Linked DNA regions of Mus musculus: region 1 is linked to region 2. Evidence: chromatin contacts called from public Hi-C data. All regions are on one chromosome and are shown on one strand. The core of a region is the stretch at or near the end of the contact, and the rest is flanking DNA. Distances in the headings are between cores, read along the strand shown.

The links. Hi-C and Micro-C count contacts between places; a contact is called where the count stands out from the background.
Region 1: a Hi-C map of B cells shows a contact between it and region 2, with 5 read pairs. The contact joins the promoter of Adipor2 here to the promoter of Mtmr14 in region 2. A contact is called at or near these places in 2 of 39 promoter capture datasets (cranial neural crest and pre-B cells) and 1 of 484 Hi-C or Micro-C datasets (B cells).

What each region holds. Positions count from the first base shown.
Region 1 is chr6:119,386,337-119,391,054 of GRCm38.p6, reverse strand. Adipor2 (adiponectin receptor 2) reads left to right here and starts at 2,321. Exons shown (of 8, transcript NM_001355692.1): 1 at 2,321-2,573.
Region 2 is chr6:113,236,082-113,240,866 of GRCm38.p6, reverse strand. It overlaps Mtmr14 (myotubularin related protein 14), which reads right to left and starts at 3,024. Exons shown (of 19, transcript NM_026849.2): 1 at 2,746-3,024; 2 at 434-582. The coding sequence starts at 2,901.

The DNA.
Region 1 (4,718 bases), core at 1,072-3,571, 6.2 Mb before region 2:
ATGTCAGCAACCTGTCAACATGTCATTGAAGCCTCAGCTGGATTATGAATATTACTCAATATAATGTCTTCCTGTCATCAAGTTTCAGAGATGACTTTATTAAACTGGCTATACCACAGGGCAGAGTTGGTCACAGTGACTGGTATGCGGTAGGGTAGAAGGAAATGTCGTTTGTTGCTGTAGAAGATGCAGGACTTCCCCTCTGTGGAAAACTGTAACACCTTAAGAATGGAGACACTGGGCATGTGTGCTGGCTGGCTCAGCATGGAAAGGGGAGGCTCTGACTGATGCTCTGACTTCAACTCTCAGACCCGCATAATGGAAAGAGAGAATAGATTCCACAAAGCTATCCTCTACCATGGCAGAGATGTAGGAGGAGGCTTGCCTAAGCATCTACAGGGCCCTAAATTCAGTCTCTAGTGCTGCAAAAACAAATACTCAACACCAGAAGGGAGATTTTGATTTTGAAGATTCATAGCTGATATGGGGAGATACTGAACATTGCTGAGTTCTCTGTGATGTGTGAATAGCCAATCAAGAGACAACCTGTACAAATCAACAAGGGCATAGCCAGGGAAAGAGATCTGGAAAAAACAAATCTGCTTTGAAACATTTGGTGATGCCATTTAGGTAAGGATAAGGGTGAAGCCAGTTGGGCAGTGGGACTCAGGAATGTCCCTTTGAGGGTAGGGAGAGTGGCAAAGATCCTCATTAGCTGAGAAGGTGTGGGTGGGCATTTTGAGGAAATAAGGTGGTTTGTTTCATCATTATAGAAGCATCAGAAATTGCATGTAGTGATTGACAGTGAGATCAGTTCAAGAGGCCAAGCTGAGAGGTAGGAGGGGAAATGGCGGGCTCTCTTAAAAACCCTGTTCCTGGAGACAGAAGCTTTGATCAAAGAAGCATCCTTAAAAGAAAGCTCTGCAGGAAAGATTTGAGAGGGGGTTTTGTTTTCCTTTGTTGAAGCAGGGTCTCATTTTAGCCCTGGCTGACCTGGAACTCATCTTGTGGCCCACGTTGGCCATGAACTCACTGCAGCCGTCCTATACCAGTTCCCACGTGCTAGGAATTAAGGTGTGAGCCCCCATACCTGGTAAGATAATGGTCTATCTTAAGTCTGTCTTCCTTAGGGGATACCTTATATTCAGCCTGAAAAAAAAACTTCTCTTTTTGCCCTATTTATTATGGATCCTTCCCCCCGCACCCCCCCCCCCCTTAAGTTATTGATGGAATCGAGGCTTTTGGAGTGGCTATAGCTTTACCACTGAGCTATATTTCCAGCCTTGGGCCACATTTATAATTCCCAAATGCCTGCATTTGTTTTCTGATGGGAAAGGTACAATTGTCTTTCTCAGTCTTAGTAGCCAAGTCTTTGTCTTTCTCTCTCTCTCCCTTTCTTTCTTTCGTTTCTTTTTTTCTGAGACATGGTTTTACACTCTGTATAGCCAAGGCTGGCCTGGCTCGCGATGTACACCAGGCTGATCTGGTACATGCAAGATCCTCTTGTTTTAACCTCTCTAGTGCTTTTCCTCGTTGAAGAGTTTTCCATGTCTGCTTCCCTCCAATCGCTCAACATCACATTTTAGCTTCTTGGCTATGAGACCGATTGTGGTCTAAAGGCAAGAACAATAAGCTTCCTCCAAGGTCTAAACTAAAGCTTCCGAATTTACTTTGACGTGTATTAAGTTTTGAACTAAAGAGTGTGACAGATACAATCCTCTTACAACTGAACACGAAGAAACCATTTTTTTTTCCTCTGCACACCAGCTCCTATAGTTCCTTGTTCTGGTTCAATAGGAAAGCTCACTCGTAGCAAATCATTCCCTCTGGGTAAACAGACACAATGCTTAAGTCGTTTGCAATCGACCATTGAAAATAATTTTGAATATCTTCTAGAAGTGGTAGGGCATAAATCAATCATACGTTAGTACGGTAATAAAAACAAGCCCTACTGTTTGAGGAAGAGTTGACTAAACGCTTTCGGAATCCTGAAACCTTCATAAGACGACGCCTAGCATTATGTTGGCCGCTGACACAAACACACGCTCCATCCCGAGTCATTAAACCGTGGCGGCCCACTCCCTTCTCAGATCTCTTCAGAAATCGTCGAGGAAGCTGGGTGAGCGTTCCGAGGCACTCTGCCCGCACTGTTTACATTGTGGACCCGGCCGAACTACAACTCCCAAGATGCATCACGCTTCCAAAGCCTCCCGAGGGGAGGCTTCCGGTTTAGGCCAGCGCGGCTGCGCACGGGGTGTGGTCTTACTGGCTCGGCCCGCCTCGTGCGATGCGCGTCACGGCTACGCGCGGGCGCGGAGGCGGGGAGACGCGGCGGCGGCGGCGGCGGCGGTCGCGGCGGCGCGAGCACAGTCCCGACGCGGTACCGCGGTGGCGGCGGCGGCGGTGGCGGCTCCAGCGAGCGGCCCCCTCCCTCCGCGCCCCCCCTCTCCCTCCCCGAGGCGCTGCTTCCCGAGGCGCCCGAGCCGCGCGGTGAGACGGCCGCTAACTCGGGCGAAGGGCTGTGGCTCGAGCGCGGCTTCCCGGGCTCAGCAGATTGCCCGGGTCGGAAGGAGGTGAGGGCTGAGGGACAGGTGTCCCCGGCGCGGGCCGGGAGCGCGCGCCTGGCCGGCTCCGAGCGCGGCCGGAACTCTGACCTGCGGCCGCGCGCCTGGTGCGGGGCCCAAGCAGCGGCCGGGGGGGTGGGGTGGGGGGGGGGGCCGGGGCCGCGCTCCGTGCAGCTGCGGTCGCGGGCGCCCGCTGCCCTGTCCCCGCCGCGGGGCAGAGTCCGAAGCCCCTCGCTCCGTCTCTAGTCGATTTCGGAGCCGGTACCCCCGCGATGGCCGGAGACTGAAATCCTCCCGCCCCGACTTCTAGTTGGTGTCTTCTGCCACTTCTAGGGATTTCTCTGGCAGGCTTGCTTCGGATGGCTTGTGCTCAGCGCGACTTTTCCAACCACTGGGATGGGAAGGTTGCCCTCACCTTTCCTTAGGTGGCGCGTCAGGCTGTCACTGCGGGATAGTTCTTGGGCCCAGTTCTGAGCCCCTTTGGGTTTTTATTTGCCAGTGGTTAGCTTGTTAGAGAATTGCTGGAAACGGCTATAAAATAAGTTTTGATGAGTCCGAGGGAGCGCTAGACCAGACAGCTAATGAGTCTCTTCTTTTGTTTTTTTTGACCTTGATTTAAACATTTGTTTCTGGAGTTTGAAAACTTCACGAGAGCGTTGAGCAATGAATTTTTGATAAATGACATGACCACCTGGGATTTGGTAGGTACAATGCTTCATTGGTGGTTTTAGTATTTTAGTGGAAATGATCTTTTAGTTGCATTTATGTTTTACTCTGGTTGTCTCATTTAAAGAAAAAAAAACTTTAAAAAAATTAAAATTATCCAGTTTATTATGGTGTGTTTCTGTGTGACTCCTGTGTTCATGGCACACGTGTGGAGGTTAGAGAACAACTTGGTAAAAGTTGATCATCGTCTACGTTTATGTGGTTCCGGGTATCGAACTCAGGCGGCAAGGTCTTGAAAATTTGCCTGGCAAGCATACTCTTTAGCCATCTCACTTGATGGCCTGTAATTCTTGTGTTGCTGTGTTCATTGTGTTTCCCCAAAGCAGAATGCTTACCCCTGCTCCCCAAGGAGCAAGGTAAAAATACTGCAGTCTTTTAGGATTTTAAAATTTATTTGTTCATAAAACACTTCCCAACTAAGTGTATTTGTTTTGTTTGTTCGTGGGTGAGGGTGTGCAGGTCTCACTCTGTAGCCCAAACATTAAGAATCCTGCTTCAGCCTTCTGTGTGTTAGCATGAATCACCTACCATGTTGTGAAGACAGGCAGGATCAATGTAGTTCAGGCAAGCTTTAATTTCTAAATCTTACCTATGAGTCCAGAATCCTGGTATGGACAGATGCTCTACTCAAAGCCCGCCCTCCCTTTGACATGGTCTCACTCTGTAGCCCTGGCTGTCTTGGAACTCATGTAGATTAGGCTGGCCTTGAACTCAGAAATCCACCAGTTTCTGCCTCCCATGGGCTGGGATTAAGGATGTGCACCACCAATACAACTCAAAAAATAAAGCTCAGAGCCTTAATTTTTTAAAGGGGGAATTATGTTTGTCAGTTCTAAAGTTTCAAGTGTCTTCTTACCACAGGCCACTCTAAGATCTTGTCACACATCCTGCTCATTTGTACACTGCTTGTAGAATAGAATTCTTCATTCTTTGAAATTTGTCACAGTGAACGAACTGTAAACTAAATTATTTTAGCAGCAGGGATTTCCACCTGTAGGCTTCAGCAGATTGATGGTAAATTATAAAATTTTTTTGAGAAATTCAAATTAAATATGAAAGATACCTTCCCAGTTTCTCTGTAACTGGCTACCCACCAGTTTATGTTTCAGGCTTTGGGCTACTTAGCAGATTTTATCTTCTGTGGATGAGAGTAAGATTTCCGGAGCGTAAAGAGTGTGTTTTTCCATCCTTGAGTTCATTGTCTAAACTTAAAAACAAATGAAAAAAAATTTCCCATGAGTAATATCATTATGTAGTGTACTCAGTGTAAGTCACGCTTTGTTTAAAACAATAAAACTTTTATTCCCTTTATTCAGAAGTTGACAAACTTCACAGTCTACAGGTCAAGTCCTACCTGCTGCCTGTTGTAAATCAAGGTTAACTGGGATATAGTCAGATGCAGTTGTTTAGGTTATTATCTGTGATTTG
Region 2 (4,785 bases), core at 1,775-4,274:
TTAGGCAGTGGAGGCAGGAGGATCAGAAGTTAAAGATCATTCCTATGGCTACAAAGTGAGCGCATGGCCAACTCAGGCTACATGAGGGTACTACCTCAATAAAATACAGTCTGTCTTGATATGTCATCATTCCTTCCAACTACACCTACTAAAGACAAAAGATGGCCCTGAAGTTGTTCAGAGAGGTGAAAGTATGTCTGCTGTCTTAGGTCAGTGAGGTCAAACAGAGGGGTGAAAGCTGCAGGGCTGGGACTCTCCACTTCTCATCTGAAGCTGTACTACTTGGCCAATCAAACTCAAACCTTAAGTCCGTAAAGATGCCAGGAACTAACCCCACCTGAGCAAAGTGAGCATGCCCTGCCCAGTCTCCTGACCGTGGGGATGAGCCTCTGAGGTCCACCCGACATGCACACTACAGTCACAGGATGCTCACGTGTCTTTCTCTTTCTCAGAACTCTCATACTCCAGGAATACGATGTGGCGGGGGTAGTGGCCGCAGATATCACCATTCACATTTGGAATCACGCTGAAACAGTAGTCACGGCCAAATAGCTCCAGACATCTCTTCTCAATGCGTTCAACCTGCATAGAGAAGGAGACTTGAGCCTGAAGAGAATTCTCAGGTTCTGAGGGCATGAGCTTAAGTGGCCCATGATCCAAAGAGGCCCCTGGGAGTGAGTGACAAGCAATTCTGTGATCATCATTCAAGGCTGGGAAGAAACATGATGCTGGACCGTGGGCTCTATATTAACTCACGTGTGGCATGCTTCAGGTGGTACCTAAGCCCGTTAGCCTCACTGCACAGAAGACTGTGGAGTCACAGGGAGGCTGGGCACATAGTGAGACCTTGTCCCAAAAAACAAAGCAACAGTAACTGTTGCTTTAGGTTACTATTATAGCATTAACACATTATGTTCTTTTAACACCAAAAAATCTTTTTTTCTGTTCTACAGCCCCAGAAACTCCAGTTGAAGCTCCAGTCAGCTGGGCACGATGGTGCACATCTACAATCTTATTACATGGGATGTTGAGGCAGGAGGATGCCGAGTTCAGTGTGTGCGTGCATGTGTGTGTGTATATTTATATATGAATTACTATATATCTCAAGACCATGTCTCAACAACACCTACAAAAATAAAGAAGCTCTAGTCAGCAAAATCAGTAAAAGCTGCAGACAGTTGTCTCTTTACATACCATCTGCTTATAAAACTAAAGGCAAGGCTCCCTTCTAAAATTAATCCTTTTGTTCACAGTTCAGTGAAAAGCCCACTGGAAGAAAAGCTTACCGCCTGTAACACATCAAGAACTTTGCAAGAGATCATGAAGCCTGGAGCAGTATTAAGACCAGTTGTGGTGAGAGTAAGGTTTAACTTGTAAAACTCTAATCTTCACAGACATTCAGAGGGCAGTGAGATCCATCAAAATCACACACCTCCTATAACCACTCAAAAGATTGCCCTCGAAGTCAGCTGTGGTGGCTCACACGTGTATGTAGTCCTTGGGAGGCTAAGGCAGGAGGATTATTAGTTACAAGCCATCCTGGGATAATGACTGTGAAACCAAGCCAGGGCCACAGACAAAAAACCACGCCTCAACACACACCAAGGCTGGTGATGTAGCTCAGCTGGTAGAATGCCGGTCTGGCATGCATAAAAACCTGTGTTCAATCTCCAGCACCACAGAAACCAAGCATGAGGGTAAACACCTGTAACCCCATCACCTAGGAAGTGGAGACAGAAGGACAGGAGTGCATGACTGGCCTTGGTTGGGATAACGCATTTAAGGCTTTTCTGAACATACAGTACAAATTCTAGGGTCTGCCTCCCCAGACATTGTGCTTTAAGAGAATCTAAGACCAGAAATCTTTGTGTTTAACAAGAGCTCCAAATGATGCCAATTATAATCTGAAAGGTACTTAATTGTCTGGTCCGATAATACCACATTAGTGATCTTTCTTAGGTTGTTACTTCAGAGATTAATAGAAGATGTCTCAGCCCCTAGGTAACCTCTGGGGCCAAACCAGTTTTATGGCCCAGCACAGAGACCAACGCCAATGTGTAATGCCACACTGGGAAAGAGAAAGGGCCGGGTCTATCAGTGCTGAGGTCAGTATGCCTCGACCAGATCAGCAGCTCTCTTTTCAGGCCTGGTGACTAGGGCAGAGGGAAATTCCCGGGGTGGGGGGACAACGGACAGAGACTTCTGATAAAAGGAACAGAAAGGGAATGTGGGTTCTCTTCTTGCTCTACAGGAAAGGAAAGGGAAGGGCCTAAGTCATGCTGGTACCTTATAAGGAGGTGACACACTCCGCTGTTCTCTGGGCTCCATAATGTCACACTACTCCAGACTTCTACTCTGATCTCTGGTCCAGAGGAGTCTCTTCCCCATTTTTACTTAGATTTTAGGGGTTTTGTTTTTTGTTTTGAATCTGTTGGTAACCCCTCCTAGGCTCACGAAGGGTAGCGTTCCTATTGTCTAACCTTTGCACCTGGCCCACAACTCCGACCCTTGACCTCCAAACCCCTGTTAAAGCAACCCCCCACCCCAAAACCCACAAGGAGCTTCGGTCCTCCTCTTTGGTGTAAAGCCGGATCCTTACTCTCTGAGTCCATATCCTGGATAAGTTCCTCTCCCGTGCCTCCCCAAGGAGGTCTCATTCCAGCTCTCCTCCCATCCCGAACCACAGTCTTCCCTCGGTAACTCAGGCCAGGGACCAGTTCAGGTCGTTGCACCTTTGGGGCTCACCTTAGAGCCGCTCTTCCCGCCGCTGTCCTTGGCACGGTACTGAGTCCGGGAGAACTCCTCCAGCAGCTCCCAGAGCCCGGGCTCCTGAGGCGGCGGGCTGCCCGACGAGGCGGTGGAACCCGCCGAGGCGGCGGCGGCGGCCCGAGCACCCGCCATGCACAGCCTCGAGTCCCCTCAGGGCGCCTTCCCCCAGCCCATGGCACCTGAAGCTCGGACTCCGGCTCTAAAACCTCCTGAACCGACTCAGCCGCCGCCTTCTTCTTCCACTTCCGGCCCCGCCCCACCTCTCCGGATGTTTACTCCCGCCGCAGCCAATCAGAGCCCGGGGTTCGTGCCCGGCCCACAGGTCCCCGGCCCACCCCTGACGCGGAGGGATCCAAGTGGCCTCACGGCGGGGGCCGCGCTCCGCCCAAGGGGTTTCCCCGGGGGAAGCCGGGCTAAACCACCGCGGCTGCGGGGAGGGGAAAGGCGGGAACCATTGGCAACAAGAGAGGAAGGAACCGCCGGAGGCCTGAGTTAGTGCTGGCAGCAAGAAGACGAGAGCTGCAAGAATCAAAACAGCATTTCAAACAGCACTTCTCCACTGCTCTTATGGACGTCCCTGCCAATATAGCGTGGACCATCATCCTATTTATTTAAAAAGATTTTCTAGCTGGTGTCAGTAGGCAAACGCCAGAGGATGAAGCGTGAGAATCAGGCATTTGAGACTAGCCCAGACCACACCTTAATTTTTTAAAAATGTTTAAAAAAGTGTAGATAATAATGTTCCTTCATTTTCCTATCAGCTGCTTTCATCATAAATCAACACGTGCCAATCTCCTGCTCAGTTCTTCCCTGTCTAGGGAGTTGTTTGTGTATTGGGCTGGTGTTTGTTGTTTGATGTAGGTAATTATTTGTGGTATAGCCAAGGCTGGCCTTGAACTCCTGACTCACCTGCCTCCACTTTCTGGGTGCTGAGAATCTCAAATATCAGTCCCAAATTCCTAGAATTGTTAGTCTCAGAAGATGTGTGTACTATCTACCCCCAAGTATTGATGTTTAGAGAGAAGGTGTTAAGGCCTCCTTCAGTATTGTATATCTGAGGGAGAATTGCTCATTTGGCCATCAGTCAGACAGTTGATTAAGCTATAACTTATGTCGAAAGAAAACTCTCAAAATGAAATTGATGCTGTGAAAACATAGTAAGTTAACATAGTGCCTAAAAGTACTCATTTTCTTAGATTTGTAAAGAAATCTAAGGAAAACACAAACCACAACCCCTGCTGACTGTCAGTCACTCTTCATGCTCAACTAGGTCCTGTCCTGAATTCTAATACTGGAAATTAGTTTTCCCTTTTGGCGATGGTCAAATAGAATCAAAATATGCATTTTTTAAAAAAATTATTATTTAGTCTCGTCTTCTAAACTGTGATGATTATTCTTGCTTCCCAACTTGGGGAAAGGACTCTTCAGTTGAGTAATTGCCTCCACCTGGTTGGCCTCTGAGCATGTCTGTGGGGCCTTTTCTTGATTGCTAATTGATGCAGAGGGAGGTATCCACTTTGGAGAGGTGGTCCTGGGTTGTAGAATAAAGCAGGCTGAGAGAGTTACAGGGATCAAGCTGGTAATCAGTGTTTATTTCTCCATGGCCTCTGCTTCACTTTCTGCCTCCAGGTTCTTGCTTGAGTTCCTGTCCTGCCTGATGGTCCTCAATGATGATGTCACTGATGTGACAGTGTGAGCTCAATAAACCTCTTCTTGGCTTGCTTTTGTTTTTATCATAGCAACAAAAGTAGAACAAACATAATGTCTCTAAGATTTTTCTAGTCAATCGCAATGGCTTACACCTGTGAGTGAAGCCTTCCGAAAGCTGAGGCAAAAAGACAAAGGAGCCATCAAGACCAGCTGTGGTACTACAGTGTGCGACTCTCAAAAAAATCTGTTGCTATGAGTTATTTTGTAGATATTTTTGGTAAATACACACACACTGTCTCACCAGCCCTACTAGTGATATCTTATTGGGCTTTAAAAAAAAAAATGCAGCCGGGTGTGGTGGCGCAC